2 separate regions of the Drosophila melanogaster genome follow, and region 2 is linked to region 1. Evidence: chromatin contacts called from public Hi-C data. All regions are on one chromosome and are shown on one strand. The core of a region is the stretch at or near the end of the contact, and the rest is flanking DNA. Distances in the headings are between cores, read along the strand shown. Region 1 holds the start of CAH5 (Carbonic anhydrase 5). Region 2 holds the start of lncRNA:CR46119 (long non-coding RNA:CR46119).

Region 1 (5,967 bases), core at 3,107-5,606:
AACATTTTCTTCAATTTGAAACTTGTAGATCATAAAGACGAATCGCACTGGGACTATGAGACGAACGGACAGAATTGGGGAGGAATTTGCTCTACGGGCGAAAGACAGTCACCCATTTCGTTAAACGTCCAAAAAGTAAGTAACAAATACATATGACACCACTTATGATCAGAATTAGTTAGAGTTCCTTTGCAATGATTTAATGATTTGAACAGCCTTACATTCCTAATCAACTATTTGTTGGTCTTTAGCTTCAGACCTAGTTTAAAGTGATGTAAAGAAATCAATTAAATTTAAAATGTGTATCACCAAATTCGTATTAATTATGCGTGCCAAAACTCAGCCTTATTTCATATGCGCATCTATTTAAGCGCTGTTACTGCATAACAAAATCGTCTAAGAACTTGTATAATATTTGTCAAAAGAAAACATTTAAAATCAGCAACGGATGCTGCGATTGTATGAAAATGAACTATAACTGGGCGATGATTGGCACTATTATTCTCCCAATTAGCTTATATAATTGACTTACAACATGGGGAATGTGATAGTCGAAATTGGCATATAGTTTGTAACATATCTACTTTAACAATTGGGAGCTCTTTTAACGCCACTTTTTGCATTACAAGGGGTAATGGGTGTGGAAAATGGAAGCGCTGAAAGGCCTAATTTATTTCAATAACCACTAATACATTGTCATACTTTCGATGAGGCAGTCGCTCATCGTCCCACTACCGCGGATCGTCTTCGGAAACTATGACGTAAAGCTGAGGGGACCGCTCACCCTGCTCAATAATGGACATACAGGTGGGTTGTGGGTTCGAGAGATCTCCAATGGTTTTGAACGAAAGCTACTAATTGCTTGGCAGCTCACGTGGAGATACCAGAAACTGCTAACGGCAACAAACCCTTCATAACCGGGGGTCTGCTCAAAGGCAGATTTGTGGCCGAGGCCTTCCACTTCCACTGGGGATCCCCGAGCTCCCGCGGATCCGAGCACTCCATTAACCAGCAGCGATTCGACGTGGAGATGCACATTGTCCACCGAAATGAGAAGTATGGAGATATCGATGAGGCGAAAAACAAGAAAGATGGCATTGCTGTTATTGGAGTCATGCTGAAAATCGTAAAGGTGAGTATCTATCTATCTATTTTTCTTAGGTCAGTAATCGTACAAGGGGTTGTTGTACCGAGAAACCAGGTGCAATCTAATCCAACGTGATGGAACGATGATGCAATGAAAATCTTCACCGTAAAACTAAATTTGCCATAGAAAAATAAACGTGCCAATACGTCACTTTCAGATGAATATTCTTTCATCGTTTTTTTCTGCTTATATGAATCAATCATTTGAACACAAAGACGGTTCAAAATTTCATTAGGAGTTTGTAACAAATAATTTGTGTATATTTTTTTTTACAGAATCCCAATCGCATATTTCCGGGATTGAGCAAAGTGATGAGTGCGTTGCCGCGGGTGACGAAGTACAACGCGAAGACGACCATTCCGGGCGGACTAAGTCTTGGACAGATGCTTGGAAACGTGAATCCCCGGGACTTCTTCACCTACCGTGGATCCCTGACCACGCCCCTTTGCGAGCAGTCTGTCACCTGGACGGTGTTCTCCCAGGTTCTGCCCGTACCCTATTCGTCGGTGTCGAAATTCTGGAAACTGCGAGACTCCGAGGGCCACAGACTGATCAACAATTTCCGGGACATACAGCCGCGAAATGGGCGCCCAGTGTTCTACAGGATCGGAAAGGATCTGAGTGGGGCCTATCTGGGAAAGTGATGCTAATGTAACTCGACTAAGTTCCGTATTTATTATAGTTTTTAAGACAAATAAATTATTTCATCTGTTGTAAGCTATTCTCCCTCGTACCTACCGTTTTTCACTCTTGGCGTTCCAAATCAGATCCGATACGGTGGGAAATCGTTGCAAATCTCACCTGAACCGAGAGTAATCGAACTATTTGTGATACGCTCCAGTTGGATGTAGTCTTTAGTCGGAGCTGCAGCCAAGTTAGCATATCTCCCGCGCATTGACATCGGAAGAACTAAGTAAAATCCACACCGACGAGCGACATAAGACACACGAGTTATCAATTAATTGCAATAATAATAATAGCATTGCAATCGTAGCAATCACAACTGAAATTCACAACAATGCAGGCGATTGCGTTTCACAAACTGTTACTACTGCTTCCGCTGGCGTTTTATCAATCAACAAATGGTAAATCAAATGCCAGAAGTTATATGTATATTTGCATATGTGGGAAACTTGGCGAGTTCTGACGAATTAGAGACATTCAAAAGAATAAATAAGCATTTCAATTTCAAATCAATTTAGCAGTCCATTATGAGTACTAAACAAGGCAGTTAAAAGTAGAATAAACTAATCATTTGCTTCCTTCACTTGAAACTTGCAGGTATGGAGTGGAATTACCTGAAGAATGGCAAGGATTGGGAGGACCTCTGCTCCTCCGGAAAACACCAATCGCCGATTTTGTTGGATTCTAGAACGGTAAGCAGTATACCAAACTTATTTTTATGTTTTTTTTTTTAATGTTTTCTCGTACTTACTGGTAGGCGCGCAAGTGGGTCTTACCTGGGATCACTTTCTGGCATTATTATAGGCTGCTTAAGCGTCCGTTTTACATCAGAAACAATGGGCACTCCAGTAGGCTTTATATAGTGGTTAGTAGTTCAAAACTGAGCGCAACTAATTGCAATATTGGTAGTTAGCTTGGACATTCCCGTGACGAGCAATGGAAGGAAGCCCTTCATAACCGGCGGCCGTTTGAAGGGTCGTTACTATGCCGATGGACTTCACTTCCATTGGGGGTCCTACAAATCCCGCGGATCCGAGCACTTGATTAACAAGCGCCGATTCGACGCAGAAATCCATATTGTCCATCGGAACGAGAAGTACAGAAATATTGCACAAGCCGTCCGTCAGAAAGATGGTTTGGCTGTTGTCGCAATCATGGTGGCTATTGTTAGGGTAATCCATGATAGAAATGATGTGTGAAGAATTCATGTTCCTTGAATTTACTTTTAGAAGGACAATGCGAAATCCACACCTTTGTCCAGGCTCATGGAGGCAGTCGTACGGGTGCCGATCGAAGACTCGAACGCCACTGTTTTTGGCCAATCAAGCTTGGATCAGTTGATCGGAGGTGTGAGTCACAGGGACTTCTTCACCTACGAGGGCTCACTGACCACGCCCCTCTGCGACGAGACTGTCACCTGGATTGTTTTCACCGAGACTACGACTGTCACCATGTCATCCGTCTCAAAGTTTTGGCTGTTGCGAGACCACTGGGGCCACAGGCTGATCAACAATTATCGGATTGTCCAAGATCTAAACAATCGCACTGTGTTCTATAAGAAGAGAATGTCATAAAAGTCATAAGTTATAAGAACTAAATACAACACTCTCCTGTACTAACCACCACTTCATGTTACTGAGATACATAAGTGCTACAATCTCGAGTAAGTAAGCTTTGTCCCAAAACTGGAACAAAGACCGAAGACGAAGGTTTCCGTAGTGCAAGTCGATCCAGATGCTATTTGAGTTTTGCTCAAGTTGTTACAACAGCTGTTAGTCTTTGAGCTATAAAATTGTGATAGAAGCACACCTTTGTTGAACAATCAAAAATCTATAGTTTAGCCAAATGGTGTATGTAGAGTGCATTAATCTGAAGTATTAGAAGTAGTAGTAGTAGTAGTAGTGTGGAAAGTTGTATTTGTTAACCAAGATCAGTAAGGGCAATGCCTTGGTTGAACTATCAGAAAAGCGCCTAATGAGTTTACCTGCCATCCAGACAGGTAATTTAGCAATTGCCCTGATAGATTAGGGATTCCAACTAATAATAGGAAACATATTAGTATTATCTTTATATTATAAAAAGTATAAATTTATACAAAAGTCTAAGAACTCGAGCCTACCTCAAGCTGTGAGTCGTTGGCTCATTCGGTGGGCGTTGATTAATAGTGAAGTGATTCACTGGATTTGGAAACCACCCATCGCAATGATTCAAGCGACGTGATGGCGATCCGCCTCCTTGCACTATTTAAATCTGATTCAGAGCAATCAGGGATTCTTCGATCAATCTGCCATGCAGAGGGAATGTAAGAGAGTGGAGAGGATTCATTAGTTACGGGCTCAGTGTCTTGGCCACAGTCAAAGTCAATTATGAAGCTGGTTTGGCAACCGCAAAGCTGTTAAGCCATTTGCAATTTGAATGTAAATTGCGCCCATAGGCTGGCTAAGCCGATTGCGCTTATCAGCCCCTTATGCACACCCATATAGAAGTTATGGCAGTTTTCCCTGCACTTGCTGGTATAAATGGTCCTGTTTGTGGCCGAGAAACTCACAGTCTGATTGGAATCTCCAAGGCGAACGGATCTGAAAGTAATCAACCGAAAAGTTCTTTTCCCTACAATGTTTTCTATCGGTTTTTGCTGGCTTCTAGCCATTTGCGGATGCACTTTTGCCTATATAGGTGAGTTTACAGGCCCTTAGTTATATCGCAATATAATCGCTGGAATAAATGTGCAGAGATACCGGAGGCCTATCTAACTGCCATCAGGCAGGATCGGGCGGATGAGCAGGCGGCAGGCGAGTACAACTACGATGAGCAGGGCGATGACTGGACGGGAACGTGCCAAAGCGGGGAGAACCAGTCACCCATAGATTTGATTTTTGAAGATGTAAGTTTCCGACGGGTAATCTATTTTAAAGTGTTGCTAACTTTTTATCTAAATAGTCGAAAATTGTGGCCATTCCCCGTCTGCGTTTCAACAACTATGATCAGCCATTGCAAACCCCCTTGGTGATTACCAATAATGGGCACACAGGTGGGAAGCTATCAAATAACATAACATGCTTGTGAACTAATTTGAGATTTGGATAGCCAACATGGTGATACCGCAAACTCGAGGTGGCCAGCGGCCCTCTATTAATGGCAGTCTCTTGCCCGGGAATTTCGAGGCCCAGAGTGTCCACTTCCATTGGGGATCGCGGGAGGCCAAGGGATCGGAACATGCCATCAACTTCCAGCGCTATGACGTGGAAATGCACATCGTTCATAAGAACACCATATATGAGACGATGGGCGAGGCAACCATGCATCCCGATGGCCTGGCCGTTCTGGGGGTTATGTTCAGGGCGGTGGATCGGCAGACCTCGCAGCACTACGGACTCAACAAGATCTTTAACCAGCTGCCGAGAATCGTGCAGTATAACTCCAATGCCACGATAACCGGCAGACTGACGGTGGGCCAGTTGCTGGGTAATATTGTGACTGGAGAGTTCTTTACGTACAATGGTAAGTAAGGGTAATCACATAAAGATCCTTGGTTCTCATTGAAGATTTCTTAGGATCTCTGACCACACCAGATTGTGCCGAAGCGGTCACCTGGACTGTGTTTCCCGACGTTCTGGACTATCCGCGTCGCCAGATCACAAAACTGTGGAACCTCAGAGACTCACGACAAAGGCCCCTCATCAATAATTATCGCAGCATTCAGGACACCAATAGCAGAGATGTCTATTACCGAACCATTCAATAAAAATATTCACGTAATTAAGTACCCCTTTTTCTTGATTTATTAAATATTATATACATCACCCATTCATTTTTGGAATTACGACATTTGATTAGAAAATTTGTATCTTACTAAGGAATCGGCTTACTTAAAAACAAGTTAAGCAATTTCACTAAAGGGAGTTCCGGTGCTTGGAACTCGAGTTCATTTCGACAATAACTCATTTGTTGCTAAAAGCTTGTTATCGAAGGTCAGTATTCACATAACTTTTCATTTCCTATAAAGAAAAAAGGTTTTGTGAGTAATGAAGGGCGTCAAAAGGGTTTCTTAGCATTCAGCTCATAACAGAGTGTCTTCCACCTAAAAGTATGCTATACTTTGATGTGCTTAGTTGTGATTTGGCCAAAATGCTTGA
Region 2 (5,581 bases), core at 119-2,618, 310 kb after region 1:
ATTAGTCCGCAGTCGGAGGTTGGCTCTTATCAGCCAATCAATGGGCGAGAGGAAGCTGCGGCAAAATAATTTATTCACAACCATTATGCGCTGCGAATTTATGCCACTTCCTGGTGGAACCACTACAAATAGCCTTTTAAAATGCGATAAAAATAGCGCCAAGGGGTCTGCAGTGCACAGCCAGTCAAGGAAGATGCACCAGACCAGGGTGCTGGGTTCGAGATGATGGGGCGTGGCCACTTGGCAATGACTCTCAAGCATGAAACCGTAAAATGGCTTTTCAATAAACCCGGCTGCGGGAGGAGGGGAACTGCCAGATGGAGCTGGGAAACTGGCGAAACAATGCGACAAATATTTGAATATGTTAATTAGTCTGTTGTTCCTGCCGTTGCCCGTTTTCTGGGCACGATCAGTTCGTTCTTCTTCTATCGCTGGACGTGCATCGGCGCAGTCTAATTTCATGTGTTGCCATCTTGTTAGCACACCGGTGAAGTTCTCGGTCGGGATGGGGGAGGTTCCGACCTGGAATCCGAACTTGCAACCGTTTTGCATCTTTCGCACCAGGCACACTAACGAATGCAAGTGCTTAGAGATTCATATTCGTACTTATGATAGGTATGCAGGTTGGCCCACACACACACCAGTCGGCCATAAAGCTGCCAATGGCCGGCCGAGAGCAACTGACAGCATCAGCCTTGTGGAGTCACAGGCCACCAGCGGATCGGGATCTCTACTTCCATCCTAGCGAAACACCAAACCCTGAGTATCCCATCCCCGCCCGCATTCCTTGCCATTTGCACGCAAAGCTAACTGCGGATTACAGTCGAAGTTCGATGGGGGACAAGAAGATTCCGAAAGTATACACCACTTGCTACTGCTCGTCGAAATCATTCCTGATGTACATTCATATATAGGTAATCAATTAGGAAAACTTTGAAACACGTCTGTTTGGAAATCAGAACAAACCCAGTCTTGGTACAAGAGGTACCCCAGAATGAATGACGCTGTTGTGGGGGAGCGTTGCACAAATTGGAGTTCTACTGTTGGCTGGCATCCAGCCTGAAACTCACCTGTGGCTCACTCCTTGCGTGCGCCGACGTCTCAACTCTTGCTCCGACTTTGGCCTTAGGTTCGCTCCGACTTGGCTTCAACTTGGGATTCGTGGCTTTGTAGGTGTTTCCAGGGGCCACAGCTGATGCCTTGACAGCTACTAAATTCTCCGCCCGTCTGACGCACACGTTCCTTGTCCAATTTTGGGCACCAGGCGGATTTTCCTCCTGGCCGGCGCTTATCGCCTGGCCATAAATTCATGCTGTAGGTGTCTCGATCTTTTCGGTTTCTTTCTTTTTTGGCTTTTTAGCGTTTTGGCGGAGGTCCTCGCCTCGTGGACACGCAATGAAGCTGTTTCTTCGTGCGCCGGAATTTCCCCGCGGCATGCAAAATGCAATTAACGGCACTTGCAGTGCGCCGGAAATTGACAATTCAATATAATGGGTTCCTTGTTTTCGCTAATTGGTGGTGCTTATGCACGCATAAATTAAGTAAACACAATACGAAGTCGTATTTAATTGGTCAAAACAAACTAGAGCTGACAAAAAAGCTGGCGTCCATTTTGTTAACAGGATCAACACTCGATTAAATTAGGAAAAGTAATCGGTACTTAACGGTCACGAGATCTATCGATCAGAACTTCCCCTCCAGCAAATCATAAATGTACTAATAGCGTATATTATAAATATAAACGAAGTTATTATCTAACTAAAAATTCATCGCATTGATCAGCCTTCGCAATCTTCGTCACAATTCCGGCCAATGCCCATTTAAAAAACGAATCAAACTAATGGTAAAAAATTATGAAAATGTAAATAAAATTTAAAACATTATTATATTCATACAATTTCTTAGCAATTTCGTTATAAAGTTAACGTGGAGCAAATTCAAAGCTTAGCTATTTTTCCGCCCATTCATAATCGATAATCTATCGATAAATACAATCGAACCAGTAAGTGAATCTCAACTAGTTCCTTTTCAATCCAGTGAAGAAACAAGAAATTTTAAGAACAAAAAAAACTACCAGATCTCGGTGTCGAGTTAATTGAAAACTGAAAGTTATAATGTGCAGAATCGGCGAATATATACTGCCTACAAAACGCAGAAAAAAGGTTGTCTTTTAAAGATAAGAACAACATCGGAGCTATCGATACTTAACTGGAGTTTTCACATCGATAACAGATGAACCAACTGGGCACCGCTGAGTGACGTGTAAGCGCAGCCAGAAAACCATTTCAATTGTTTTACCCACAATTTAACCGAAAGTTGCAAGACAATGGGTTCGTTCCGCCGCGAGAAAGATGATGAGGAGGACGGTAAGTAGCAAGCTAGCACCTGGAGCCAAGTTGTCCGCCGACCAGCGAAGCCAATCGAAGACAACCCAGTTGCTTGAAGGTGCTCCGCTGGCACAGACACACACTCACACACCCACTAACCCGACAAAGTCGAGAAAAATCGAGGTTTCCCTAAATTGACTGAGAACATGAACTATTTTTCCCTTACCTCGCACAAAAAACATCGCGGCCATCCGTCAGCAGGACCGAGCAATGCGTACCAGAACCTGGAAAAAACCTCGGTGCTTCAGGAGACGCGCACCTTCAATGAGACGCCGGTGAACCCAAGGAAGTGCATCCACATCCTGACCAAAATCCTGTACCTGATTAATCAGGGTGAGCAGCTTGTGGCCCGCGAGGCCACCGACTGCTTTTTTGCGATGACGAAGCTCTTCCAATCTAAGGACGTGGTGCTGCGTCGTATGGTATACCTGGGCATCAAGGAGCTGAGCTCCATTGCCGAGGACGTCATCATCGTGACTAGCTCGCTAACGAAGGATATGACCGGCAAGGAAGACCTGTACAGGGCCGCCGCAATCCGGGCCTTGTGCAGCATCACGGATAACACCATGTTGCAGGCCGTGGAGCGCTACATGAAGCAGTGCATTGTTGACAAAAACGCGGCAGTTTCTTGTGCTGCATTGGTCAGTTCTTTGAGATTGGCCAACACTGCCGGCGACGTGGTCAAGAGGTGGGCAAACGAGGCCCAGGAGGCTTTGAACAGCGACAACATTATGGTACAGTACCACGCGTTGGGTCTGCTCTACCATATCCGCAAGTCGGATCGGCTGGCTGTCTCCAAGTTGGTCAACAAGCTGACCAGAGGATCTCTAAAGAGTCCCTATGCCGTTTGCATGCTGGTAAGTGAAGTCTGAACCCAAACTTTTCTTAATGAAATGGATATGCACTTATTCCCTTTAAAGTGACATCTGACTAATTTCGTTTTACATCCCCCAGATACGCATTGCCTGTAAGCTGATCGAGGAGGAGGACATTCCCTCTGAGGAGCTTTCCGATTCACCCTTGTTTACGTTCATCGAGTCCTGTCTGCGCCACAAGAGCGAGATGGTCATCTACGAGGCGGCCCACGCCATTGTCAACCTCAAGAACACCAATCCGCGAATGCTATCGCCGGCGTTCTCCATCCTCCAGCTTTTCTGCAGCTCGCCGAAGGCAACGTTGCGCTTTGCGGCTGTGCGCACGCTTAACAAGGTGGCGATGACGCACCCGGCTGCGGTGACCACCTGTAACTTGGACCTGGAAGGTCTCATCACGGACTCCAATCGATCGGTGGCCACTCTGGCCATCACTACGCTGCTAAAGACCGGCGCTGAATCCTCGGTAGAGCGTCTGATGAAGCAGATCTCCACGTTTGTGGCGGAGATTTCCGATGAATTCAAGGTGGTGGTCGTGCAGGCCATTTGCGCTCTGTGCACCAAATATCCGCGCAAGCACACAGTGCTGATGAACTTCCTCAGCGGTATGCTGCGCGAGGAGGGTGGCCTTGAATACAAGACCTCCATAGTTGACACCATCATCACGATCATCGAGGAGAATGCGGACGCCAAGGAGTCCGGTTTGTCGCATCTGTGCGAGTTCATCGAGGATTGTGAACACGTTTCACTGGCGGTGAGGATTCTTCACCTGCTGGGCAAGGAGGGACCCTTTGCGGCCACACCCTCCAAGTATATACGCTTTATCTACAACCGCGTCATCTTGGAGAGCCCTATTGTGCGAGCAGCCGCGGTCACGGCCATGGCCCAGTTTGGAGCATCTTGCCCAGCCTTGTTAAGCAATATCCTCGTTCTGCTGGGTCGTTGCCAGATGGACCCGGACGACGAGGTGCGTGACCGTGCCACCTACTACCTTAGCATTCTTAACTCGGAAAGGCCAGAGCTGTACAAGAACTACATCATCGAAAGGGAGAACTGTTCTCTGGCTCTGCTGGAGAAGTCGCTGGTCGAACATCTGAATGGTGACGTGGACACACGCTTCGATATTTCCATTGTGCCCAAGGCGGCCATAGTTAAGCCAGTTATTGCCAACGACGTAATGCTAGTTACCAGCAGTGCTCCACGGCCGCCGAAGATCACGCGCGAGGAGGAGAGTGCTGCACGTCTGGCACAGCTGCCGGGCATCCAGGTGCTGGGCCCCATCCATCGCAGCACAGCTCCCATCCAGCTTACTGAAAGTGAAACGGAGTACACGGTGCAGTGCATCAAACACATATTCGGCCAGCACGTGGTCTTCCAGTTCGATTGCTTGAATACGCTGTCCGACCAAATCCTTGAAAATGTGCGGGTGGAACTCACGCTGCCGGAAGGATTCACAACCAGGGCGGTCATTCCATGTCCCAAGCTACCCTACAACGATCTGCAAACCACTTTTGTCATCGTAGAATTCCCGCCCGACGCCGCCAATTCCATAGGTAAGTTTATAAATAACATAAATTTTGTATTAAAATCATACAACTTTTTTCAAAACGAACTATTTCCTCATTTCAGCCACCTTTGGTGCCACTTTACGATTTGTGGTCAAGGACTGCGACCCCAACACCGGCGAGCCGGAGTCAGAGGAGGGCTATGACGACGAGTACATGCTAGAGGATTTGGAGCTGACGGTTGCCGATCAGATACAGAAAACCAGAAAGAACAATTTCCAAGTGTCCTGGGATGCGGCTGACAGCGAAGGTGCCACAGAAAGATAAATAGGGTCTATTCAATGATTAGTAATACTCTATATTTGCAGAATGGCTACAAGCCGAGGATACCTTTGTGCTGTCGGCAGTGACCACCTTGCAGGATGCCGTCAACACTATAGTCAAGATCCTGGGCTTGGGCGCTGCAAACCTCTCTGAGAATGTGCCCGAGGGTACGCACCTGCATACGTTGCTCTGTTCAGGTAGGCATCCTTCGCTTTTAGTTCTGAGATCAGTAGTACAGTTTTTCCCCCTTTACAGGAACCTTCAGAGGCGGCGCCGAGATTCTTGTGCGGGCCAAGCTGGCGCTTTCAGAAGGCGTCACGCTCAATCTGACGGTGCGCAGCACGGACCAGGACGTGGCGGAGCTGATAACGGCGGCCATTGGATAAGACAGCGAGCCATGCAGGAACCTCCTTTGGTTCCTGCGTGCTGTGAACGTAATCTGAACTCCCTACGAAACTACGAAACAGAAAGTTACGCCTAATCAAAATATAAT

What was found. A called contact is a pair of places that touch in the nucleus more often than the background predicts.
Region 2: a Hi-C map of the Kc167 cell line shows a contact between it and region 1, with 2.3 times the contacts expected there. The contact joins the promoter of lncRNA:CR46119 here to the promoter of CAH5 in region 1. A contact is called at or near these places in 3 of 107 Hi-C or Micro-C datasets (the Clone 8 cell line, the Kc167 cell line and embryo).

What each region holds. Positions count from the first base shown.
Region 1 is chr3R:31,258,242-31,264,208 of dm6, forward strand. CAH5 (Carbonic anhydrase 5) reads left to right here and starts at 4,357. Exons shown (of 5, transcript NM_001104518.3): 1 at 4,357-4,507; 2 at 4,564-4,715; 3 at 4,772-4,862; 4 at 4,919-5,332; 5 at 5,386-5,637. The coding sequence starts at 4,447. The coding sequence ends at 5,576. It overlaps CAH16 (Carbonic anhydrase 16), which reads left to right and starts at 2,006. Exons shown (of 5, transcript NM_144019.2): 1 at 2,006-2,232; 2 at 2,429-2,523; 3 at 2,589-2,679; 4 at 2,741-2,997; 5 at 3,061-3,426. The coding sequence starts at 2,166. The coding sequence ends at 3,405. CAH6 (Carbonic anhydrase 6) reads left to right here. Exons shown (of 5, transcript NM_001104517.1): 2 at 29-135; 3 at 717-807; 4 at 870-1,132; 5 at 1,423-1,808. The coding sequence ends at 1,791.
Region 2 is chr3R:31,569,913-31,575,493 of dm6, forward strand. lncRNA:CR46119 (long non-coding RNA:CR46119) reads right to left here and starts at 1,369. Exons shown (of 1, transcript NR_133499.1): 1 at 1,071-1,369. It overlaps gammaCOP (Coat Protein (coatomer) gamma), which reads left to right and starts at 2,231. Exons shown (of 5, transcript NM_170553.2): 1 at 2,231-3,244; 2 at 3,342-4,812; 3 at 4,889-5,074; 4 at 5,133-5,285; 5 at 5,344-5,581. The coding sequence starts at 2,534. The coding sequence ends at 5,474.